Regions from separate parts of the Mus musculus genome. Here region 2 is linked to region 1. Evidence: chromatin contacts called from public promoter capture Hi-C data. All regions are on one chromosome and are shown on one strand. The core of a region is the stretch at or near the end of the contact, and the rest is flanking DNA. Distances in the headings are between cores, read along the strand shown.

Region 1 (3,375 bases), core at 547-3,046:
ACCATGCTCAGACCATCCCGGCTGGACATTACAATCAGGCATGGTACCTTCATTTATCTGGAGGTACCACCTTCTCTATTTCCCGGAAGTCACCCATTCTATTTCCCATCCCGGGGCCTCATATACAGTTGGATTTTTCTGGCATCTTTCCTGTGGTTAAGGCCAGGTCCCCCCACACCCAGCTTGACCTTCCATATGCACAGGCCCCTCTGGTCTCAAGAACACCTGAGGCCTTCCTAGGAACCTCATCTTCTTCAGAGAACATGCATTGTGAAGTGACTCCAGCCTATGCCCTAGAGTTACCACAGTAATGGTAAAAATAACGACAACACTCTATAATTGATTCCAATGGCAAGAAATTCCCACCCAAGTCCTCTGTTTACCTTCTTCCATTTTAGAGATGAGGAGCCTGAGGCTGAGAGAAGTCTCTATGAACTGAGGGAATGAAATGGCCCAGACCTGATGGGCCACTGTGCCCAGAGGAACCACTCTGATCGCCTCAAGTATCCTCAAGGCCTCTTATCCCTTATTTTTGCACACCAGAAGCGAATCAATCAGGTTGGGCAATGGACAAAGGAAAACACTACTAACGGGTTCTCGGCCACCATCCAGGAGCAGCCTCAAGGTAGTCTGAGTCCTGCACCTGCTTGGGTCCCAGCTAGTAACTGCTCTTGACTTTGATACGTTTGGGTCCTTTGCGGACAGATACTTAGTAACCTTTGCTGGGATGCTTTATCACCCCCCATCTATCTCTTGCCGCACATCCCAAAACAGGGTTAGTAGCTGGAGGGAAGCAGGCCCTGTAGCTGGGGCAAAGGTTTGTGCTCAAATGCTGGCGTGCCCGGTGCAGTCCTGGGGCGCAGCTTCCTGGTGGAATTAGAGCACCTGCTGACTTCCATCTCAGTCGGGTGCTGAGGAGACTGCGGGGGTAGGGGCACGGGTGGGGGGGAAGCTGGAGCAATTCAAGTCGTGGGCGTTCTCCCTAGGGGACTCTTCCTTCTGTCCTGTGAAGCTTTTTTGTCTGTCTTCTAATCTCTTCCCAAGAGTAACTACAGATCTTGGAAACTTCGCGGGAAACTTCCAACTGCTGTGAACTCCGATGAAGCCAGCTACTCCATCGGACAGAGCCTGGAGCGCCGCGCCCAGCCAGGCTCGACTCCTGCAGTGTCTGGAGGTAGCGGGTGCCTAGAGGCTGACAGGCGACCCGAGCCCACCGTGCACCACACAGGCTTTGCTTTCCACATCCGCCAGAATTCCCTATGGGACCGATCCTGCGGCCGCCACCCGATGTGCACTGCTAACCTGGGACCAGGATGTCCTCCTGGACTTGGAGGAGTACTAAAGCAGTTTCCCGCAGACATTGTCCTCCCCCTCCCGCGGGAGCCGGGGACATCTCTCAGGAGCGGAGTGGCCCGCCTTGCCCACCCCTCATTTGCATTTCAAAGGCAAACTTCAGCCCGACTTGCCCGGAGACTAGGACAGCCAGCGGTGGTACCTACCAGCTTTGCAGGGGTCGTGGTAATGCAGCTGCTGCTCCGTGCCCTCCTCGCCTTCCAAGGCTCCGTAGTCCAAGGCGACATTCGAATGGTCCCCAGTCACTTCAGCACCGCGGGGCAGCGGTAGCAGCAACAGTAGCACCAGGGTGCCAAGAGTGGTCGCAAGGGGCATAGTGGCAAGGGGTCGGCGGGGCCCGAGGGACTTAACCTGCACAGAAAGCTCGGATCCAGAGAGACACCACGTACAGGGTCGGTTGTGGTGGCTGCTGCTTGGCTGCCAGGCACCGGTAGGGTACCAAGCAAGCCCAGTAAGGCGTTCTCGTCCGGCCTGGACACCCGGGAAGCCGCTGCTAAACACGACTTGCCCAGAGGCCAAGGCTGCGGTGGCTGTGATTGTGCTGGCGGCGGCAGCGGTAGGAACAGTGGCCGCTCCGCCCCTCTCCACCAGGGCTGGACCACACGCCCTCTCCAAGGGCCCCGGACAGCCAATCACTTATGCGTCCTAGGCGAGGCCCCTCCTCTTCCCTGCACCTCCGTAACTTCGGAGGAACCCAAGCAAACCGAAGATGCTGACAAGTGTTGGGCTCCCCGGGGCGCACGCCCACCTGGCCGAATGCAATCTTGTTTTGACACTGTGGTGCGCGCAACACTGCTCAACATTGAGGCTAGACTTCGCGCCCTACCTCCTTCTAGTAACTCATTTCACAACTCCCAGATGCACGCGTGGCAGGACGCAGGAGGGCCAGCAGCTTTGGTGTGTGTGAGTAGTCCTGGACACCTCGCTGCTGCCAACTTCGTGCTTTCGAAATTCGTTTCTCTGCAGAATGCAGTGTGTCTCACATGCCTCAGCAAAGGGGGCGAGGAGGGGGGAATGAGCAGGATTCTCTCCACTCTTTCAACAGCCCTGGTCCCACCAGCACAGGTGCGTGCTGCAGCACCCACCAAACCCGAAGTTGTGGGTGGGACTTGTAAGGATGGATAACGATGAGCTTATCCTTCAGTAAAACTGTCCCAATTGGGATGCTTTTGATAGTCAAAGACTCACAAATGAGCAACACTGTTATTTAAAGTTACAGACATACCAAGCAAGCCTTGCCGTTAGTTTGATAAAATAAAAATGAGCGATTCTTTAAATCTGGTTATTTTTGTGCCAGTGAAAAACATGCACCCAGATTATTTAGGGAGATAATCAGACGTTATTTGAAACTCGCTTATGTGATGTACCTTCAATGTTAAAAAAACTGTCAGAACTGATCCACTCTGACATACATTATTAACCGCAAGGATTTTCAAAGATCCTTTTATACAAGTAAATTGCCCTAATCAAGCATTATAGCACGTCAATGTGCTGTGAAGATTTGTGAGTGCATCACATCCAGAGTTTTTGTTTTTTGTTTTTGTTTTTTTAAATTAACTGCAGGAAGAAAGGTGGACTAAATTTCTCTTTGGGGCTTGTTACCACATGGTTTCCTAGCTGCTAAATGACAAAGCAGTCCAAAGCTGGGCTTTACACCAGGCTCCAAATGTCTCATCCTATCATCATCTGCCTTATCTATTAACTAGAACAACAGTTTCTTCAAACCAGGACAGGTAGTGATTAACCAAAGAAAAGTGTTTCACGAAGCATTTTATTTTGTTCTGAATCTCACTTAGTAATGGAGGGCTGACCCTGTCTGAGGCTGTCATCAAATGAGCACGGAAGTTATAGTCAGGTTAGGCAAGATCTGCTAGAACTGGCAGGTGAGAGGAGGGGACTTGAGAGGAAGAGCTGGCACCAAATGGCAAGGAAGGCCAAGTGGCCACTAAAATAGAGCATCAGTGGAGGAGGTTGGATGGCACTTCTGCCTGACTGCTGGAGGGAGTCAAACCCAACGCCACA
Region 2 (3,806 bases), core at 1,109-3,608, 600 kb after region 1:
CTTCAGTTAATAAAAGAACCCCCTATATCAACTTGTCTCTTTTCTAAATCTCCAAATCCTAGAACATACAGATATAATTTTATTCGTAGATATTTTTAAAGTTTTAAAAGAACAGCACTTTACAAATTCAAATGTGTGAGTTAGTATTTACTAAGCAGGTTACTAAGTCATCATTATTTGAAAAAGGCACACAGATGAAAAGAGGCATTATGTCTGTATCTGTTCTTGATGAGCTGCTCAGTAAGCATGGTGCTCAACTTCTCCATATCACGGCAGGGAAGAAAACTCAGTGCAGGGCAGATCCCAACTCAAGGCAGGACTACCAAGGCTCAACATAAGGAATCCTGCCAACCGGTCCTCAGCATCTCCGGGGTCTAACAGACAGCCGTCATCCCGCCTTGTCTCTCTCCTTTCCCTAGGCTTTTCTTCCTAGAGCAAACCCTTTCAGTACCCAGAGATATCAATTATCTACATTACTGCCCAGTACTGAATCTACAGTCATTTCTGTGCCCACTGCTGCAAGACATGGAGCCCACAGAAGATGTTCTCAGAGAGCGACTGTCTCCTCAGGACGTGTATGAGAGGCCAAAGACAGAGTTATGCAGCATATCTGTAAGTGCTGGGCTACACACCTTGGCAGTGAGATGCCTCCGTGAGTAACGGCACTCCCTGCAAAGCCTACAACCCAAGCATGATCCTCAAATCCACTCGGTGGAAGAAGAGAACCGTGAGCTGCTTTCTGCTCTCCTGTGCATGCACTGTGGTACCTAAGTGTGTGTGCACAGGCATACACAAGCACGATAAATGACAGATTTAAAAAGTGTTAGTCCCATTGATTAAATGGGGCTGGGGATGCAGCTCAGTCAGTAGGGGGCTTGCCTAGCAGCACATAAGACAGGGCTTGGTGGCATATGCCTGTAATTCCAGCACTTGGGAGGCAGAGGAAGGAGGTTCGGAAGCTCAAGATTGGGGTTCCCTGGATTACATGAGAGACTCTGTTTCAAAAATAAATAAATAAATAAATAAGCCTCACAAGAACCCCCAGACTAATCCCCTGCAATATGCAATTGACAAGTACACGGGTAGCTGAAACGAGACTGGGAGTTCCAGTCCAGCCGAGGTACTTAGCAAGAACCTGTCTCAGTAACGACAATAGAGGGTTTCAGATTCAGAGAAAACTGTGTTGGTCAGATAGTTAACAGTTTCAAATTTTACATTCAGTTGACAGCAGCCTCAAGGAAGAATTCTAAGTCCTCTTGCTGTAGAACAGTATTTCATTTGTCCTCATTTTCATTACAATTCAGGATTTTCGAGTCGGAGGAGAGATAATCTAATGACATTTATCAACCCACGGGCACAGTTCCCGGGAGAAATAAAAGGTCAAAGAGTGGAAAACTCCTCCATACAAAACAGTAACAATACCCACACAAGCCCATCAGGGCTCAGGAAAAATCAGGCTCACAAACTCGGTTTCCCAAAATTCTTGGTTCTTCTGTTCTGTACTAACTCCGTACCAAAGCATAGCATTGATCATACTCTCTGACAATGTAAGTAATCTCATTCTATTGGAGTGTGTCAGACTCCAAATATTTGTTTGTAATCGGTTAAGAAAGGCTCGACTTTATGACAGGGACAGTACTCGTTCCAGAAAGAAGAAATGAGATCACAATTTCAAGGAAACATAAAAATCTATCGTATTTTGAAGTGTTTGCCAGGATGGGTGCTATGCGCTTTAAATAGGTTGTGTCATCCCGTCCAGGTTCTGAAATAAGTATCGTTATGTTTATTTACAGAAGAAGGCTGAAGCCGAGAAAGGTCAGCCAGCTTAGGGGACAAAAATCCCTTTTAACCATCACTCAAGTCGCGGCTCTGAGTAAAGCGCAGAGGCTGTCACGAAGGACATTTAAAGCTCCCGGGGCGTTGTGGGATTCTCTAAACCGCTCTGGGCTTCAGTTGCCACTCAAAACGCTCGGCGCCAGGGCAGACACCATGACCGTGGCCCGGGGGTCTGCAGCCAGAGCGTCGGGAGGGCTCCACACACGGCCGTGGGACTCGCGGAGAGCAGCGCAGCGGGAAGCACGGACCGCAAAGACCCGCCTCAGCCCCCGCAGGCGCGTCGGCGTAGACACCACGGGAGAGAGGAACAAAGCCCGGGCCTGTGGACCACGGTGACTCAAGGGCAGGGCGGCGACATCGCTAGCCCACAGTCCCGTCTCCTAGGCAGCAGGACGGAAAACTTGGCTCACCTCCGGCCAGAGTCGCAGACCGGCGCCTCCCCTCCACTCGGCGCCTCAGCCGCCATCTTCCGCGGCAGCTTGGTCTGCAGCCCCGCCTCAGGCACCGCCCCTTAGCCCTTAGATTGGCTAGGATGGTTTTCTAAGTCCTGTACGATTGGACGAACCTATGGCCCCGCCTAAATAAGAACCGTTCCATGCTACTATTGGTCTATTCAAATATCTAACTGTCATTGGTAGCACAGAACCAACGAAAGGGCAGGAGAAACACCTGCCCGAGGCCTACCGGGAGATGTAGTTTCTCGTTTTGATTAACCCATGTAGTTCCGCGGATCAAGTCACAAATTCCTGGCTGCGCTCCCCTCCCCGCTAGGTAAATCTCTGAGTTACAAAACTGTCGGTTTTTAAAGTCACTTGAAGAGAAAAGGTTCTTGAGGCCCTGCCCATCCCCCAGTTCGGTAGGCAGTTAACGGTTGCTAGGGAAAAGGGCTCATCACCCCTCACTCACTTAAACCCCCATTCACCCCACCCCCAAGATCCATAGGCTTAGTAAAAGGGAAGAAAAGGCATTTTCTTCAATGGTATATAATCAGTGGTAAATTGCATACGTTCCTGTAAGCTACCCTAAGTAAACTCTTGTGTGTGTATATATGTATGTGTGTATGTATGTATGTATTTATGTATGAATGTATGTATGTGTGTGTGTATGTATGCAGGGGCTGATCTTCAGGGTACATATTTGGGGGAGGGGGAAAGTCAGTATAAAGACACCAAAAGCACTGGCTAGAATAGAGAGGCAAATTTTGGGTCATCCAAACAAGCCTCCTTGGGTGACTTCAGGCCAACAAGAAAATGTGACTAAGCCAGGCAGTGGTGGCGTATACCTTTAATCCCAGCACTTGGGAGGCAGAGGCAGGTGGAAAAAAAAAAAAAAAAAAAAAAAACATGGTATTGATATATGAAATTCACAATTAACAATAAGGGGCAGCTAGAGATGGTTCCGTGGTTCTAAGAACACTTGCTGCTTTTCCTGAAGACTAGAGTTTGATTCCCTGCATTGAAAGGTTCACAAGGGCCAGACAGTGAGTCCAGTTCCAAAGGACTGATTGCCTTCCTATAGCCTCCAGAGCTGGCCTCCGGGGCACATGCGCACAGATGCACAGAGACACATAAAATCTTTTCTAAAAGCAAAAAATATAGATGGTAGAGAGTAAAAAGTGAAGGGAAAGAACATTGTGACCCTGACTTGACCCCCAGACCAGGCAACCTTGACCCTATCTTGACCCCAAGCTCAAAATCAGGGCCAAGAAACAGAATCCCACCAATCCCTGAGCACAAAATTCCCACCAACCCCTAGAATTGCCCCAAAATCAGGCCACAAAAATCCCACCACTCCCTCCCTGGACACCCTGGAAAGCTCTGTCTTCATCGCCTGTCCCGCCCCACCAAGAAACCCTATACAAAACCCGCTGAGCTTCTGCCGCTTTTCACCCCAGCAGAGGCCGCCACCCTCCGCGGGTTTCCCCTTGCAGTAAGTTTCCTGTGTGAGGTTGGTTGTATGCTGGGTGGGAC

What was found. Promoter capture Hi-C pulls out the DNA fragments that hold promoters and counts their contacts.
Region 2: a promoter capture Hi-C map of pre-B cells shows a contact between it and region 1, with 6 times the contacts expected there. The contact joins the promoter of Arhgap19 here to the promoter of Tll2 in region 1. A contact is called at or near these places in 4 of 39 promoter capture datasets (cranial neural crest, frontonasal cranial neural crest, hippocampal neurons and 1 more), 2 of 115 datasets of contacts at active chromatin or transcription factors (embryonic stem cells and stem cell-derived neural progenitor cells) and 2 of 9 other capture datasets (embryonic stem cells and macrophages).

What each region holds. Positions count from the first base shown.
Region 1 is chr19:41,204,978-41,208,352 of GRCm38.p6, forward strand. It overlaps Tll2 (tolloid-like 2), which reads right to left and starts at 1,797. Exons shown (of 21, transcript NM_011904.4): 1 at 1,500-1,797. The coding sequence starts at 1,668.
Region 2 is chr19:41,799,726-41,803,531 of GRCm38.p6, forward strand. Arhgap19 (Rho GTPase activating protein 19) reads right to left here and starts at 2,359. Exons shown (of 12, transcript NM_027667.3): 1 at 2,247-2,359. The coding sequence starts at 2,302.